Regions from separate parts of the Sus scrofa genome. Here region 2 is linked to region 1. A link is a contact called in public targeted proximity ligation data. All regions are on one chromosome and are shown on one strand. The core of a region is the stretch at or near the end of the contact, and the rest is flanking DNA. Distances in the headings are between cores, read along the strand shown. Region 1 has its middle 52 kb from the start of ZNF572. Region 2 overlaps MTSS1 (metastasis suppressor protein 1).

Region 1 (4,048 bases), core at 626-3,125:
TGCTAGTGATTGTTCTCGCCGGCTTATAACAGGCAGGATATAAATACACGTTATAGAAGAGGAAATTCAAAAGAGAAACAGGGAAGCAGGTTTGAGATTTTGAAAAATAGCATGTTCAGGACCCGCTTACTCAGAGGCAATTAGACTGTGACCCAGGGCAAATCATGCTTCACTTTGCTGTTATTGTTAGAATGAGAAGAAATTTCAAAAACCCAGGAGCCCCACCCCTTCCTATTTCATTGGAGCATAGATTATTTTTCAAGGGGTGAGGCTCGGGTTAAGGATGAGTGCTCCCCTCATTGAACACTCGAATCAACAGAGGCGGATATTGTCTTTCTTCTCAGTGACCCCCACCCCCATCCCATCTTTTTTTGCTAAACTTTAATTTTCAGGATATTTATGGGACATCTCAACTAAAGCTTTCCAGTAGATATACCATGGGCAGCATCAGTTTATTTTGTTTTATTGTTAAGGTAGTTGCTTTCATCTTAAAAAAAAAAAAAAGTTAACACTCAGCTATTTTGACTTCAGAAAAAAAAAAGGTAGTGAACACAGGTATTTTGACTTCAGGAAAATGACTTCCCTTGCCCATGGCATCTTGCAACCAAACGCACTCAAAGTCCTTTAATTATTAGGTAAGCTAGGTGGTTGCTACCCTAGATGACAAGGCGGGGTCTGCAAATGGTGCCTTCAGACACTGTGGATTCAGAGGCCAACACTTTGCAGAGGCCTCTGCATTGTGGACCTAATGGTGGTGTCTGGTTAAACTCCAGACCAGACCGGTGGGCTCTCCAGTGGGTGGGCTCTCCAGTGGGAATCCCAAGTGCCTCAGCGAGTTAGCAGTGTGGCAAGGTTCAGGGAGAAGATACAGAGACGTTTTCAGCCCACTCCCTGGAACCTTCCGTGAACTAGTGGCCACCCACCTGCTGATTTCCAGCTTGGGAAAACACAACTGCCTTCTGCTCCTGAAGAACTTCTTTCCTGCTTGCATGTCAAGGCTATTTCACAAGGCAGGGTCCTTGCCTACCCGTTACCTTCCTGAATAGGAGAAAGGATGGTGCATGTTGGATGTTAGCTATCTAAGCCATCTGTCAGTACTCAGGCTCCTGGTCTCTGACAACATCCCAGAGTGGCTGGAGAGGGGCTCAAGAAAGCTTCCTCAACTGGCTTCTGATGCTAAAGAAAGATTTTTCTAGAATGGTGGCCACGTTAACATTCAAATACTTTGGGGGCCATGCAGCAAATAAAATGAGAGAACAGGTGGGAGATATGATGACAAACGCAGTTCTCCCTCTGCCTACAGGCTTCAGATTCAGCTGTTGGCTTGTTTAGGTCCTGGGCCAGCAAAGTCAACACAGCCGCAGCCTGTCTTTGATTACGAGACCCAGAGTTTGCAGTACTCTGCCCATGTGCTCTTCTGGACAGCTTAGATGTTCCTGGCAAGGCCTTGGGTGGGTGGCAGATGAGACACGCCTTTGATCCACTGCCAACCCAGGCCAGCACTACCCACTTGGTGGCTTTAGACAGTTATCTTCTCTGAGTTCCAATTGCTTCATTTGTAAAATGAAGACAATGCCCACCTTATAAACTCTGTGTGTAAGGATGAGGTGAGATTCTGCACTGAGAGCATTTGCTACTACGTCTGGCACACACTTAGAAATGGCAGTGAAGTCTATGGCCATACCACCCTGAACACACCCGATCTTGTCTGATCTCAGAAGCTAAGCAGGGTTGGGTCTGGTTAGTACTTGGATGGGAGGAATGGCAGTGAAACCACAAGCCATGCTTACACATCAAGCCCCCAGTACAGAGCAGCCCCGGTGTCCAGTCAGGTCACATCTAAGTTTAGCCTCGGAGTCTCAGCTTGCACACCTGTCTCTCCTCGCCTCCTGACCCACTTTTGGGTCTTTCCCAGTGTAACCTTCCCAGCTTCCTCTCCCTCTCAGGCCCTGAGATTCAGCTTCTCAGCTTGACTCCTGGGGGCACCCTCCAGGAAGAGGGTTTGTGTTTGTCCTCCAGATCTCTCTAGAGGCACCTCAGCCATCCCTCCAAGAGGTATCTGGATTAGAATTAGCTGTGCTGCCTCTGGTCCAGGTTCTGAGGGGCCCAGGCCACGTCACCCATCAGTAGGCCTGAGATGGAGAGAGGACTGAAGATTCGGCATAGAGGGGCTCATGCTTATACTTCCTGGGATCCCAGCAGTGCCCAAATTCTCTGTGGCTCAGAGTCTTCACAGACATTCTTTTCTTGCTCTTCTGTTTCTCCCTGACCAAACCCTACCCGTGCGATCATTCTTAGCAAAATCCCTTTTTTCAGAAAAGCTGCTATGAATGAATGTTTGTGATTCCCCTCACCTCCACTGCTGCCAAAATTCATATCTTGAAGTCCTAACCCACAGTGTGGTGTTATTTGGAGGTGAGGCCTTTGAGAGGTGATTAGGTTTAGATGAGGTCATGAGGGTGGGGCCCTCAGGATGGTATTAGTGCCCTTATAAGAAGAGGAAGAGACCAGAGCCTTCTTTCCCTCTGTCGTGTGAGGACACAGGAAGGCAGCTGCCTGCAAGCCAGGAAGAAGGTCCCCACCAGGCAGCAAGTCTGAAGGCACCCTGATCGTGGGCTTCCCAGCCTCCAGAACTGTGAGAAATCATTGTTCGTTAAGCTATCTAGTCTGTGGATTGTGTTATAGTTGCCTGAAGTATGACAAGTGCTTTCCTTGGGTGACATTTATAAATTAGCCCCCTCCAATTATATCCTCTTAGGAAATATTCTATGTGTGTTTTTTTCACTGCATTTATTATCATTTGTATCTATACAAATTCCATACTCGAGTGAGCATTTGTTCAATTTTTTCCCCCTATTTTTATTAGGCTCTACTATATTGGGACATAAATACACATGTTACATTTGAGAACTTCCAAGTGGCATAACAGAAGTTTATTTTTGTCTCAGGTAAAACTGGAGTTGGGTTCGTGGCTTTGCTTAACAGAGTCACCTGTTTTTCCATCCTTAGGGTGTCACCTCATGTGTATGGCCCGAAATAGCTCAGAGCAATATCCTCATTCCTGCCAGTGGAGGGGACGGAAGGGGAAGGGGCAGTGACGCCCTTTCCCTTTAAGGGCTGGAGCTCCATGCCTGCCTGTCTGACGTACATGTAGCATCCAATAAATCACTTGAGGCCCTTCTGCTGCTGTGCAGCCCCTTACCCAGCTTAGCCTAACTCAGGGAGTGGCAGTCACTATTTGTCAGTGGAGAGCTATGGAAATAGGGCAATATCTATGCTCTGGAAACCACACATTTTTAAAAGAAGAATTGGTGTCTGCTGGGTCTCCTTCTGACTTCTGGTTCCTAGTAGTGCCTTCTCCACGGGCTCCTCTTTCCCAGGAAATGGCCTCTTCTTCCTGGACTGGACAGGCTGAGGTCCATGAAGCGGCTGGTGGCTGATTTTCAGGAGCCCAGCACCCACACCTAGTTCAAATGTCACCTCTTCTGTGAAGCCCTCCCTGACCCTCTTCCTCCCACTAGCTTCCTGCCCAGGAAGGCCTGGAAGAATGAATCACTTCCTCTGTACTCTCGCTGCTCCCTGCCCATTTCTGTTTGGGCTTTGATCCCACGGGTAACTGTGGGAGAGCTCAGGCTGGTTCCATTAGGTATCAGCCATCTCTGAGGTTTGTCCCTCTCCCCCTTAACTACTCAGAGTCTCTTGCCATTAAAATAAGGTCATCTCTACAGGATTCATCAGAATGCGATTGAGCAAAGTGCTGGGGGGGGGGCATATGGGCGCCATTTTTGCTGGTTAACAGAGGACAGTATCCTGGTTGCTGATGAGGAGGTCAGAGGCCAAGGAGAAGGACAGAGTGTTGGTACCCGGCACAGACCATCAAGTTTCTAGGAACCCCTGGTTCTGAGGTTGGACGCTGTTTGCTAGAAAGGAGATCAGCTGGCTCTAGGGCCCTGTCTCCTCTCCATGGTTCCTGTTGGTTGAGGGTCTTCATCTTGGGCTCCGTGGGCCCTACCCCCAACCCCAAGACTCATTTCTAGGCTTGGAAGAG
Region 2 (4,048 bases), core at 443-2,942, 220 kb before region 1:
TGAGTTAAGGATCCAGCGTTGCTGCGAGCTGTGGTGGAGGTCACAATAGGGCTCGGATCCCGTGTTGCTGTGCCCCGTTCGACCCCTAGCCTGGAAACTTGCATATGCCGCGGGTATGGCCCTGAAAAGACAACAAATAAAAATAAAAAAGGCCACCCCCTAACTACATCCACAAAGTCCCTTTAAAATAAATAAACAGAACAAACCACACACATGCCATATTAAAATATAAGGCACCAGCATCCTTAATTTTCCATGTTGATCACTTCCGTTGAGACCTTCTGGAACACTTGCCTTCAGGGGGCTTTGTATGGTCATTTTGTCCTGGAGTGCCATTGCATCACTGCTGCTGCTAAGCTCATCAGGCCCGAGTTGCTCCCACCACTGTCTTTCTAAACTGGGCTCCTTTCCAGGTCCATCCAGCATCCAGCCCTCCTTAGCCACTTCTTCCCCAAGAAATACCTGCCACCATCAACATCCATTTCCTTGGTAAACATATCTTAGGAAAAAGAAATTGAGAGCCTCCAGTCACAAACACATCAGGATCAAGACTATGTGTATAAGATAAGACAAACCAGGAGTTCCCATCGCAGCACAGTGGTTAACGAATCCGACTAGGAACCATGAGGCGGCGGGCTTGATCCCTGGCCTTGCTCAGTGGGTTAAGGATCCGGCGTTGCTGTGAGCTGTGGTGTAGGTTGCAGACACAGCTCGGATCTGGCGTTGCTGTGGCTCTGGCGTAGGCGGGTGGCTGCAGTTCTGATTCGACCCCTAGCCTGGGAACCTCCATATGCTGCGGGAGCGGCCCAAGAAGTGGCAAAAAAAAAAAAAAAAAGATAAGACAAACCAAAGTTCCATTTCTGTTATACTCAGTGATTTTACAGGAAAATTCCCAACCAACGCAACACAAACTACATGCCTCCACCCCAGTAAATGCCATCCTGCCCATGTTTCAAGGGAAACCGAGCAGCTAAATCCACACTCTGTCTTTAGGGTTGTCAACTGGAACACATGCTTCATAATCATCTCGGGGAATGATAATTAAGACGCACTTTTTTTTTTTCCGTTCAGCATGTGTGGAGCAACAAGACTCTCCCGAACTGTAAGGATCCCCAGGGCGGTCTTCAACCACTCATCGTATTTTCGTTCACTGAAAACGACAGCGCAGCAAGAAGGGCATGGTGGAGAAATATGGCCTTTCCTTCACTGCCCGGGAAAGGGAGTCAAGCCGACGTCTGCTTCCTTTCCTCTCAAGTTCAGCCTCAAGAATCCAATCCATGCACTTGGCTCTGAAACGAAGTCATCAGGGTCTCCTTCTAGGTTCCTCCCCACTCAAAAATGAAGTCACTGTATGGTCCACACTGGACAGTGTGTTGTGTTAGTAAGGCGAGCTGTGCTTTTAAAGCGGTTCTCAACATCGAATGACGGTTCCACAGAGGTGAAGCAGGGCAGGCCGCACAAAATGCAACACGAAGCCAGAGAGGGGACCACACGTGTTCCTCCTCTCGGAGAAAATCACTCCTAGGGGGGCTGCCCGTGAAGCCACACAGGTCACGAGCACATACATGACCCAGATGTGGCTGGCTGAGTGAGCCCAACACGGGCCGGGATGCCAAACTCCTGCATGAAAGTCCCCAAGGGAGATTAGAGAGCGAAGGGCTGGCCTCCAGCTCTTCCATCCTGCGCTATTTTAAGCACCATGACTTCACTCTTGTTTGTTCTGAAGCGGCAGATGGGCCACATCAACTCCTGGTACTACGGGAAGATAAGGAGACCCAGATTCAAAGCAGCATCTTTCTCCTGCCTCCTGTTAGGGCGTCATGATGCTGGAACCAGGACGTGTTAGACAGCTGAAAGCACTGTTGCTTTGCTTTCTTTCTGTATTTCTCTCTCTTTTTTGAAAGCTTAATAGCACTGCACAAACACTGCCATGGTTCATGGAACCAGAAACCAGATCCACCTGAAAAATGACATGAGGTGAACTGCTGGTAAAGCAGCCAGCTTTTTTGGTTTTGAAGATGCACCCAACTGTGAGAGCAGCCCCGACCCCTCTCGACACGGAGGCTCCTCCACATCAGAGGGCAGAAGGGAAACTGCCAAGGATTCAAGGTAAACTGCGGCTTAAAGGCAGAACGGGGCTCCCGAGAAATATCTCATTACCCAAATATACCTCTCAAGGCACAAGGATTTTTTTTCTTGACGCTTGCCAAAAAACGCAAGGAACGAGACTATAGAAAGGGCAGGTATATTCATAGGTTACAACTGTCATCCCTCTCCCTGGCGCTGTACACCTTATTAAGAACTCCTGATGATCCTGTCATAATTCTTAGAAAATTATTCCTATTTTAAAGGAAAGAGAACCAGCTCAAAGAGGTGGGGGAAGGAGGTCCCGTGTTGCGGCTCGGTGGCAATGAACCTGACTGGTTTCCATGAGGATGCAGGTTCCATCCCTGTCCTTGCCTAGGGAGTTAAGGATCCAGAGTTGCCGTGAGCTGTGGTGTAGGTCACAGACACCACTCAGATCCCACAGTGTTGCTGTGGCTGTGGTGTAGGCCAGCAGCTACAGCTCCGATTCAACCTCTAGCCTGGACACCTCCATATGGCGCAGGTGACTAACCCATCTGCTCTGCGGAGGGACTGCCAAGAAATTCTTTTACAGAGGGAGGCAGACTCAAGCCTCAAGAGGAGTCCTGATCTTTCACGAGTCTATCCAGTTTGTCAGCTTTTGTCGCCCTGCCAGCCATTATCATATGGGAATAGTGAAGATGCACAGGAAAACCCAGGAGCCAGTCCTGCAGCTGCCACCTGCTAAGGACGTGACCTTGAGCAAGTTCCATCACCACGGAGCCTTGGGCTCCCCATGTGTGAAGGTGTATTTAGTTCTCCCTCTATTACAGACTAGAGACCAAAAACACCAGGGACTGACAGCTCCTGGCAATTGGGCAGGCACACCATATGTGGCAGCACTGACTCAGGTTGTGTGTGTGTGTCCATACGCGCACACACTTTTTCAATGAAACTGAAGTGAGACGGACATCACATAAAATTAACCATTTTATTTATGGGGGGGGGCATATCCATGGCATGGAGAAGTTCCTGGGCCAGGGATCAAACCTGAGCCACAGCAGTGACCCAAGCCACAGCAGTGACAATACCAGATCCTTAGCCTACTGCACCACCAGGGAACTCCCAATTAACCATTTTAAAGTGAACAATTCAGTGACATTTAGCACATTCAACAATGCTGTGCGATGACCACCTCTTTATCTACTTCCAAAATATTTTCATCACCGCAAAATAAGCAACCGTGCCCATATGGCAGTCAGTCTCCACCCCACATCACACATCTGCCTTTCGTCTCTGTGGATTTACCTACTCTGAACATGTCACATAAATGGAATCACAGAATAAGACCTTTTGAGCCTGACAATGAGGTAGCATATAAATGTTTTCAAGGTTCATCCAAGTTGTAGTAAATACCAGTATTCATTCTTTTTTGTAGTTGGGTAATATTCCATTGTGTGGATATACCACACTTGTTTATCCGTTTATCCGTGATGGGCAGCAGGGCTGTTTCCACTTTCTGGGTGTTGTGAATAGTGCTGCTCGAACACTCACGTAGCAGGTTAGCTCCTAAAGTGCTTCTACATTTGCTACCGACAAGTTTGTAAGGCAGACCTCAGTCATGTTAATAAATATTTGAGGTGCACGGCCTTCATTAATTTATCACACTCAAGTCCCTCCCCCTGCCTCTTTCTTTTTTTCATCAAGAAAAATGACTCCTAGGCATACAGTCGGAAAAGAGGAAAACTCTTAATTTGAAAAGACACATGCACCCTTATGTCCACGGCAGTGCTATTTACAATAGCCAAGACTCGGGAGCAACCTTAATGGCCATCAACAGGCATTCCTGTTGTGGCACAGTGAAGACAAATCCGACTAGGAATCATGAGGCTGTGAGTTCGATCCAAGGTCCTGCTGTAATGCATAGAGAACTATACTCAACATCTTATAACCAGAGTTCCCTTCATGGATCAGCAGTTAATGA

The links.
Region 2: a targeted proximity ligation map of skeletal muscle shows a contact between it and region 1. A contact is called at or near these places in 2 of 47 Hi-C or Micro-C datasets (embryonic fibroblasts and liver) and 2 of 2 datasets of targeted methods (alveolar macrophages and skeletal muscle).

Annotation. Positions count from the first base shown.
Region 1 is chr4:14,772,293-14,776,340 of Sscrofa11.1, reverse strand. No RefSeq gene overlaps it. Among named protein-coding and RNA genes, the nearest start is that of ZNF572, 52 kb to the right of the region's middle.
Region 2 is chr4:14,990,680-14,994,727 of Sscrofa11.1, reverse strand. All of the region lies in intron 3 of MTSS1 (metastasis suppressor protein 1), which reads right to left. Among named protein-coding and RNA genes, the nearest start is that of MTSS1, 59 kb to the right of the region's middle.